Regions from separate parts of the Mus musculus genome. Here region 1 is linked to region 2. Evidence: chromatin contacts called from public HiChIP or PLAC-seq data. All regions are on one chromosome and are shown on one strand. Each heading gives the region's core, a stretch centred on a gene start, on an enhancer-like site or on the middle of the called end of the contact. The rest is flanking DNA. Distances are from core to core; before and after follow the strand shown. Region 1 overlaps Kifap3 (kinesin-associated protein 3). Region 2 has its middle 42 kb from the start of Gm22434.

What was found. HiChIP or PLAC-seq counts read pairs in DNA pulled down with a chosen protein or histone mark.
Region 1: a contact with region 2 is called in an H3K4me3 HiChIP or PLAC-seq map of craniofacial prominence, with 5 times the contacts expected there. The contact joins two enhancer-like sites. A contact is called at or near these places in 3 of 15 datasets of contacts at CTCF or cohesin (large pre-B cells, liver and stem cell-derived epiblast-like cells), 45 of 484 Hi-C or Micro-C datasets (3T3-L1-derived adipocytes, the AML12 cell line, the F1.1 cell line and 27 more), 6 of 115 datasets of contacts at active chromatin or transcription factors (astrocytes, craniofacial prominence, embryonic basal ganglia and 3 more) and 1 of 9 other capture datasets (embryonic stem cells).

Annotation. Positions count from the first base shown.
Region 1 is chr1:163,850,766-163,855,696 of GRCm38.p6, reverse strand. The region is part of intron 11 of Kifap3 (kinesin-associated protein 3); the gene reads right to left. Among named protein-coding and RNA genes, the nearest start is that of Kifap3, 74 kb to the right of the region's middle. Within about 2 kb of position 2,331, at least 16 of the 459 cell types and tissues checked have an H3K27ac peak or open chromatin away from gene starts, as enhancers often do. A contact at or near this core is called in craniofacial prominence, where this site is marked.
Region 2 is chr1:163,157,158-163,162,339 of GRCm38.p6, reverse strand. No RefSeq gene overlaps it. Among named protein-coding and RNA genes, the nearest start is that of Gm22434, 42 kb to the right of the region's middle. Within about 2 kb of position 2,234, at least 4 of the 459 cell types and tissues checked have an H3K27ac peak or open chromatin away from gene starts, as enhancers often do. A contact at or near this core is called in craniofacial prominence, where this site is marked.

The sequences.
Region 1 (4,931 bases), core at 1,082-3,581, 690 kb before region 2:
TCCTTCTGAAGCACTGAAGGAAGCCAGGCACGACTGCAGAAAAGGAAGGTTGAGAAAGAAAAGACAGATCCTAAGTCTCTGAGGAGGAAAGGTGTCAGACAAAAAGGACACCAGGACAAACATTCTTTTGTGATGTACAGAGATTAGAGTCACATTTTATTTAAAATTACACAGAAAGATAATAAAAAAACGTAACTAAAACGCCCAACTAAAACAATACTGCCTGAGCTTGCTATGTTGTGCAATTGGGGCAGAGATAAAAGGAGTGAGTTCCGATGTATCTATGGGAGAGAATCAAGGGAGGACTTAGTAACTGAGCTGAGGAGGACTCCTGGGACCCTGCCCCACAATGACAGGGATGCTGCTGCCAACATCTAGTAAGAACACTGGAAGCTAGAAAGGGAAAAATCATACTTTTGGTTTGATATGTTGGATATAAGCTGCCAGTAAGACTCTGGTAAGTGGAGATACTCAGGAGGAAGCTGTAGTAGAGGCCTAAGCTTATGTCTTTATTGGAGGTATAATGTTAGCAGTCCAGGCCTCCCCACTCAGGTGCCATCGCCCTCACCATTTCCTTTTGAAATACAGATTCTAGGAATCAAAATTGGGACTTTGTGATTATGTGGCAGACATTTACTGACTGAGCTATCTCCCCAACTCTAAGCCAGTAGCCATACATAATTTAGATTTTTTTTTATGAGAGACACTATTCATAAAACAGAAATGAGCAAATTTGTATGATTCAGAAAACATTCGTTTATTATGGGGAAATCAACAAGTTAAATTAGTGTATATTAAGTAAAGATATTTTTTGTAAATCAATGTTGCGTATAACAGGTAAAGATAGGATAAAATATGTTATATGAGATATATATAATAAAGTTATAACATATAAAATAGTCTAAAACATATAACCTTAATGTTTTCATGTTATATTTTAGGATAATATCTTTTAGAACCACATACTTTCATTAATCAGGTTTATTATTTTTTTAAATTTTGAGATTATAATTGCATTATTGCTTTCATTTCTTTTTCCCTTTAATCCCTTCCATGTACTTCCCACCAAACACTCTCTTTCAAATTCATAGCCTCTTTTTTTAAATTTTTTTTTTTATATATCAAAGTAAGTATTTTAGAAGCCATTTTGCAAACTACAGTTTTAATTACTGTCCATGTTAGCTTCAGATATCTCCAACAAGGTCAAAATCAATAATTTTCATTCTTAGCAAAAAATAGTTTGAAAACAAAATTAAGAACACTATTCAATTCCAATTGTCATGCACGATTCTAATAACATGGTAGTAACCTATGTGCAGGGGCTCTCTGACAGGTGAACCACCGCCCTGTATCATGCCCCCCCCCCAGAGGGCAGATCACAAATCACAGATGTGTCACTAAGGAATCTCTGAGGAAAAGATCATTAACACTTAGTTATGTTATACTATAAAAGACTCTACACCAAAAATAAAATGATCTTAATCTATTTATTATATATTTAATAGATTTTCTGTCAACCAATTAACAATAAATAAATTAGCAAAAAGTGTGGGTGATTATCCATTGATTAATATAACAGTATTCCACACTATAATTCAAAATGGGTTATTACTATCTTCAAAACTTTTATAATGAAAATCTATTCCACTGAAGCAATGCTTTAAGAAGGCAAACTATATATTGTACAAATTAGCCTTTGATTACTTTTGAGAAATGAGATTACAGGTGACATGTTTACAATCTATGGATTAAAATTTTTTTTTCCTTGCTAAATCTCTTGTAGAAAGAATCAGGTTTTTAAAAGAATGTATGGCTTGAAAACTCTATTACCTCATTCTGAAAACTGAGAGAAAATTTAAGAATGAATGAAATGTATCCTAATAGAAAATCATTGTTTCATCACAATAAAAACACTTCATTTTAAAACACTCACATTTAAAACCAGCTTAATTCGAACTCCAAAAGCCTTGCTGCAGTTGTCTTGATTTGATTGCTACCCATGGTACTTCAAACACAAGGTAATTACTGACAACTAGGAAATATTAAAACTAGATTTGTTCTGTTTTAACTGTCTATTTCCATCCTTTACTAATCTAACAGGAAAGCACTGAAAGGCCCTCAGCCTCTGCAATGAAGAAGCTACAGTGCTCAATCAGACAAGTCCCATATTGAGTATCAGATACCAAAGACCCAAGACTGAAATCACTGTGTCTAGACTCTCTGGCACCTGACTTCACTTATTTACCAGTGACCAGAGGCCAACCCCCACAGCTCTCTGTATTCTCATACACCTCTCTACCACCCCACCCCCCTACCCAAACATCTTTGAATGATTATGCCAGAACTGTGCATGCCGCAGGAATCTCTTCTGACTGGCTACTCCCTAGCTCTCCTGTTTGAAGTGATGCTCTGGTTTCTGAACTCAGCAGACAATGGCGCAAGAGCAGAGAGGGCTGTCAGAAGGACGTTTACCAGCATCCAGCTAAAAAGAAGCATGTAGATCAAAGTAGGGCCAAACAGGACAACCGCGGCAGAAAACATGTGGATCACTCTGAGGGCTCTTGCATGCTGTTCTGGGACAAAATATTAAATAACACCATGACATCACTACCTAACCATGTGCTTTGATTGGCCATTCTATTACCAATAAATACTTTTATAAGCATCTGGATGGAATTTGCACCTATTTAAACAAAACATGCAGCTCAGAGGTCTAAATAACAATGAACTGTTAATGTGTACTTTTAACTATTATTAGACTACAACCATTAACTCCTGGTTATCCAAATGTGCTTACCTGAAACAATCCACCCACTGAGCCCATTAAGATCATAAAAAACGATGACCTGAACTCAGATTGTGAGGAATAATGACAGATAGCGGAAGAAAATGAGAACACACTAAATAATTACAGGCAATAAAGTACAAAGAAAGCAAAGCGATGCAATATTGGGTGAGATTAGGAGGAATGCTGCATGCAAGATTGCCTACTCTGGACATTTAATATTTTCAGAAAGAGAATTCTAATCTAACTACAGGGCTATCCTTACAACACTTACACTGCACTGTGAATGAGTAGAATAAGAAAGACTCAAGTTTTACTAAGTTATACCTTTATTTATTTGCAGTCTAGACAGCATATGTGCATGCATGCATGCGTGCGTGCGTGTGTGTGTGTGTGTGTGTGTGTGTGTGTGTGTGTATGAGAGAGATCTTACATAATTAAGAATATAATCACACTAAACATTCTCTCTGATCATTAAATAGATAGGAATCACTGCTGAGCCATTGCATTTCTGCCTTCAAAGTTACTTAGTCTCTGAAAAATTCAGGTGTTATACTTGAAGATCTTTATTTTTAATCTTTAAGTAAAAATTAATGTCAATAATTCAAAAAGAACAAAACTCACATTGACCTGCAGCCACCGCCACTGTAACAGGGCTTTTTTAAATACATAGGTCATTTCGTGTGCTGTCCTGAGTAAGCTTCCAGCCCCACTGGAACCTGCAGCCACTGCCACTGTAACAGGGCTTTTCTAAATACACAGGTCATTTGGTGTGCTGTCCTGAGTAAGCTGCCAGCCCCACTGGAACCGTAAGTGCTGCCCTGACAGGAGTACATTTTCAACTTCTGAAGGAAATATTCTAATTTCGTTTTATTTTTTTATTTGCTCTCCATTATCCTTTTATTTTTCAATGAAAGTAGGTGGCAGCAAAAGCATGCTAGCTTTTCCCTAAGTAGGTCAAAACTGGACACTGTGAAATAAAGGTTATAGGCTAAATGGCACTCAGAAATAAACATATTCTATAGTATCACTTGGTTCTATTAAAATATTGCCTCATCCTAAACACTTTCAAGATATTTACAATATTATTTGGCATGCATAATTTCACAATTCTTCTAAAATCCAAAATTTCAGAAAGATAAAGAACTAAGAGAACAAATAAAATAAATAATAAACCCACAAACTGTCAAAACTTAAATGGGTTTTGGAAGATTTGGCTCATGAAGTATACACGTTAAATGTTTTAAAATTCCATTATCAACATGTGTGATATCAAACACTCTGTCAAGTAAACCCAGAGGAAGTGTATGTTCAAAGGATGGAGACCTTGTACACTAAATTTTAAGCTGCAATCACAACCGTGTCGAAACATCAACCTAAACAGCCTCTTCGTTTTCAGCCATTTGCAGTTCTTTTCTTCTTATATCTGAGAACATGCATTTTACAAGAGTAGGATAACTCAAAATTCAATATCAATGTAATAAGTTTTCTACCTCTTCCTGAATTGTTTATTTCTCTTTTAATGTTATTGTTTTTAAAAAACTGAATCTGGGTTAAAAAGTAATTCTTAGAGAGAATACATTTTTGGGGGGCTGCTTTCTTACTAATATCCTATAGTCAATGAAGCTCAGATCCTGCAAAGCAGAAACTTCTGGAACCCTTGGAGGCAGGCTGCAGTGAATCACCTGTAACCTGGTTTGGACACAGTTCCTGTAAACATGCTGGAAAGTTTGCTTACACTGGATGGGTAATCAGCTGATACAGCTTACCACTGGGAAGACAGGTCCTATTGATAAGATGTACTAGGGCTTCTTTGAAGGACATCTTTTGTTACAAACATTCAATGAGTTTATTCTCTCACACAGAGGCTAAAAAACAGTCCTTTGAAATAGCATCAATTTTAAATGCACGTAAGGAGAAGGTTAAAGTTCTGGAAAAGCAAATTTAATTCAGAATGAACGAAGGATATCGATTAGAAATAGTGGAAAAGAAACCTGAGCTGCCTTTATTAAGGGACAAGGAGTGGTAGAGCCTTAGGAGTTTCTGCAGAGAGGGGATCCAGTCTTGTTCTCACTGTTTTCACATACTCATGTTTATTTTATGTGTGCACACTATCTGAATTTCCTTTGTCATTTTAGAAAACTCT
Region 2 (5,182 bases), core at 985-3,484:
AAAAGAATCAGCAATTCTGCCTCAGGTATCCCTAGGAGATAGGGTAGTTATACAACAGAATACACAGGACTCCCAAAATATGAAGAAAAAAAAAAAAAGAATGAGGAGAAACCTGGGAGCTGTAAGGAAGAACACTAATTTTTTTCCTTGACCTCTCGTACATTAGCCTACAGAAATCAGAATTTGATAGGCTAGAGTCAGCTTAGTAAAGTGTGAAGGAGAGGAGCAGCTACCATACGATGCACTAAATTATGAATTCTTCCAAAGGGAAGCTGTTGGTTATATAATTCGAACAGCCTAGTTGCATTGGCTATGATATGGCATTAATACTGTTTCATGAGGTAGTTACAGGACAATGCAAACACATACATAAGTTACATATTTCAGAGCCTGGCACATGTGAGTAATGGTTTAATTGTGATTTAAAATAAGTTAAATCATATTTTATTTGTCTTCTTCCTTCACTGTGTGTGTGTGTGTGTGGGGGGGGGTGCCCATTAGCCTGCCACTGCACAGGTATGAACGGCAGAAGACAGTTATTCCTCTAGTTAAGGGGAGAACGAGAGAACATGTGCTGTGGCTACCACCTTATATAGACTCTTTCCCAGGATAGCAAGCTCTGGATGGGGGAGAAAGAGGACTGGTTCCCCTCTCAGTTATTTTATTTTTTTTATTTTTTTATTTTTTTTTTCATTTTTTTTTCCATTTTTTATTAGGTATTTAACTCATTTACATTTCCAATGCTATACCAAAAGTCCCCCATATCCACCCACCCCCACTCCCCTGCCCACCCACTCCCCCTTTTTGGCCCTGGTATTCCCCTGTACTGGGGCATATAAAGTTTGCAAGTCCAATGGGCCTCTCTTTCCAGTGATGGCCGACTAGGCCATCTTTTGATATATATGCAGCTAGAGTCAAGAGCTCCGGGGTACTGGTTAGCTCATAATGTTGTTCCACCTATAGGGTTGCAGATCCCTTTAGCTCCTTGGCTACTTTCTCTAGCTCCTCCATTGGGAGCCCTATGATCCATCCATTAGCTGACTGTGAGCATCCACTTCTGTGTTTGCTGGGCCCCGGCATAGTCTCACAAGAGACAGCTACATCTGCGTCCTTTCAATAAAATCTTGCTAGTGTATGCAATGGTGTCAGCGTTTGGATGCTGATTATGGGGTGGATCCCTGGCTATGGCAGTCTCTACATGGTCCATCCTTTCATCTCAGCTCCAAACTCCGTCTCTGTAACTCCTTCCATGGGTGTTTTGTTCCCAAATCTAAGGAGGGGCATAGTGTCCACACTTCAGTCTTCATTCTCCTTGAGTTTCATGTGTTTAGCAAATTATATCTTATATCTTGGGTATCCTAGGTTTGGGGCTAATATCCACTTATCAGTGAATACATATTGTGTGAGTTTCTTTGTGAATGTGTTACCTCACTCAGGATGATGCCCTCCAGGTCCATCCATTTGGCTAGGAATTTCATAAATTCATTCTTTTTAATAGCTGAGTAGTACTCCATTGTGCAGTTATTTTAATTAGCTAAGTTTCCTTAACCAATGACTTACATTCTGACATCTTTCGAACCCAAGATCAATGCTACCTCTGTATTTGTCCACTATTTTCTCCCACCTTATCCTAAAACAGCTGGACTCTACTACAGACGGCCTGCTGTCCTATGAAACTGTTTATGAATTTGAGATTAAAAGAGCACGCAATAAGAGAATGTAGCCCAATGCTGATTTCCCGATATGATTTAAATTCAGAAGCGGTATTCTGAGGCAAGCCCGCCTTGGGACAGACAGCTTCCCAACTGGGTGAAGGAGTTTACAGAAGCCACTGGGGGTACATACACACATGTTCACCAATATCACCATATTGGTGCTATTTCTAAAGCTGATCCTTATCTGGCCACCAAGCGTTATCTCTGTGCTCTACAACCCATACAATAAAAGAATCCTTTGCTGGTGTTTGAGAACATGACTCGTATAAAGAGGACTGTAGCAGAAGGGGAAATTAGGAGTTCAGCAATAGCACACATGAAAAACATTAACCATGCAGTAATAGAAGTGCTAAAGAATGACCTAGGTCTAAATATCTGTATTTCTATTTAACTTACATTTCTCTCCCATGTGGCTTTCATTAGTTAAGTAAACAAATGTTCATTTAGTTTCAGCTCTGTTCAAGGCTCTCCATGAGGCACTATGAGGGACTGACACAAAGATAAATCAAATAGAGACTGCCTTCTCCTCAAGGAGCAAGCAGCTGATGAGGGGGCAGAGGGTAAATGCAGGAGTAATTAAAACAGAAGAGAAACACTCTGTTCCCTCAGGGAGCGTCAAGAAAAGCTCTGGGTATGTCTGTAGATGGAGAGAATCATTCCGTTGGGAAAGTTAGGGAGCAAAGTGTGAGCGGTTTCAGTAGGGTTGAAATGGATGAGAAGAAAAAAAAAGGCAGCTGGTTTCATGTGTTTGGAATGTAGGATTAAGAGATAGCAAAGTACTAGGAAATAGGGTTAAAATGTCAAGTGGACGCCACATCGTGACCTTGAAGGGCTAGTTCAGGAGCTTGAGCTCATTCACTATGCAAGAAGAGACTTCTGAAAACATTTGGACCTGAGGATTGCCAACTGTGTAGTTAGGCATTAGAAAGATGGCAACAGAAAAGCAGGAGAGACAAGAAGCCAGTGGCTGGTCAGAGGCATTTGAACAATCTGCAGAAAGCTAGCAAGCAGCTGAGTTACAGCAAAGCCAAGGTATCCAGTGATGAAATCAGTACTTAGAGACATAGGAGCTCTACCTGGAATTATAATTACTCTACTTTTATCATTGATGGTCTGAATTAATCACTTACTATGCCTAATCTAACTGTTAAACATCATCACAGGTGAATATTAGAACCGATTGCCAGTCTATATTGTCATTGGAATCTTGTGGAGAGTTATCCGCTACCTGTGGATGGAGGAGAAGTGTATAGACCTGTGTTTAAGGAGAAGAAGTCAAAAGAACATCCTAAGAGAGAAAGAGGAATGATGTGGAGACGTTACAATGAGATTCAGGGTGCAAAGAGCCCTAGGAAGAGCAGGACTAATGTGCAAAGAAAGGCTAGGAATAATAAACAGTAGCACGGATGCTTCAAAATTGATTCTGATCAAACCAGATTCCAACAAGACTTCAGGGAGGACTGTGATAAATGTAATTATTGAAAGTCATTATTAAAATAACACTGCAAGCAGCTCCTCTGGTCTGTCCATTTTCCTGTTTTTAACATGTTTGTGATACATATGTATATGTATGTATACATACACACACACATATAGAGAAAGAGAGGACAAGAGAAAGAGAGTATATATATATATATATATATATATATATATATATATACACACACATATATATGTGTATATGTGTATATATGCATATATTTATCTTATGCATTTCTCTGGGGTAAGTATGTTGTAATGGAATTCTGGGGTCACACTGCCATGCAAATTCAGCCATTAGAAGAACCTAATGAAAGACATGTATCAGATTGTTCTCATTTGTCTTCAGTGTGTGTGTGTGTGTTTTTTTTTTTTTTTACCTCCTGGGAGCACTAGCAGAAAATGCTCAGACCTTTCTCACCTCGCGGTACTTCATCAAAACTGTTTCCCAATCTCTCTCCAGCTGTCATGCCGCTGAATGACAAGAGAATCAGATAAAGAGTTCTGTGCAAATGTTAGCCAGTGGGCATTGCCAAGGCAGACGTGTGCTCAGCACTGGAAATAAAGTATAGGACAAATGCAGTTTTTACTTTAACTACCTGTCTCCACGTGTATTGTGTGATGCAGCAGTTAACAAAGTACTCTGCTAAGGCCATTTATTTAGCAAATGACTGTTAACGAGTCTCATATGCCAAGTGCTGGGGCTGCAAGAACAAACAAAACAAGCATATTTATGATTCTCAGTGTAGACACGGGGAGATGGTAACCAAAGAACCACACTAACAAATGTCAAATAAGTGCTCCAGAGAGACGAAATGCTGTTTTAGGAAAGCATGGGATAAATCCAACCAAAATGTGGGCTCGAGATGGGCTTTCCCGATGTATAATGCATGAGCCACAATATGAAGGTCACGCAGAGAGTACATAGGCAAGTTTGCAGAGGTTTCATTGCAGAGATAGAAGGATGAAGGTCTGTGCCTGGAGGGCAGCCACGGAAAAGGAAAGCTGACAAACCCAGACCGTGGAGTTGAAAGGATGGGATTAAAGTCTGAAAGCAGACATGAAACTATGTAGGTAACATCTATGATTTCCTCTCTATGGAAATACGCCTGGGAAATCACTGTAGGGCTTTTAAGTATTGGTGAAGCAAAACAGGGCTGGTGTTTTGAAGCATTTTCTCTAGACAAAAATTAAAATATAACCACTCTTCAAAAAGATTAAAAATAACCATTTTTTTCCCAATCAGACTCCCTACCTCAGAGCTCCCAGGGACTAAATTACCAATCAAAGAGTACATACAGAGGGACCCATGGCTCCAGCCCCATATCAATGGTAGGAGACGCCCTTGGTCCTGTGAAGGCTTGATTCTCCAGTGTAGGGGAATGCCAGGGTGGGGAAGCAGGAGTGGGTAGGTGGGTGGGAGAACACCCTCATAGAAGCAGGGGAACAGGGATGGGATGAGGGTTCTGAAGGAGAAACTGGGAAAGGGGATAACATTTGAAATGTAAATAAAGAAAATATCCAATAAAAAAATAACCATTTTTCTAAGGTTACCATGAAGTAACTCCCTAAGATGCAATTTCATTCTTCAACTGATGGCACTCAACTAACACCAAGGTGAGAAAGAAATTGGCTTAAGAGCTATTAAAGAGCAAACCAAAAAGACTATGAAGACAGATCATGCAGTTCCTGGTTTCTATTTTATGCAACGCCTGTGATACAACTGATTTCAACAACCCATTAGCAACAGTAGCTGTCACTGGCTGTCACGAGCTGGCTGTACTATCGTTGACCTCACTATTAATAATGACCACTGGCTAGTCCGAGTGAGTAGGCTGTGAGGTAGCCTAGTATTAAAAACAGAGAAAGGGTTTTACAATTAGAAACCTCAGATTTGAGTCCTGGTTTTGCTGGCTGTAAGTGAGAAGTTAAGGAAATAATTGGAATCAGTTATCCTGGATAGCCCTAGTTCCCAGAACAGCGACATG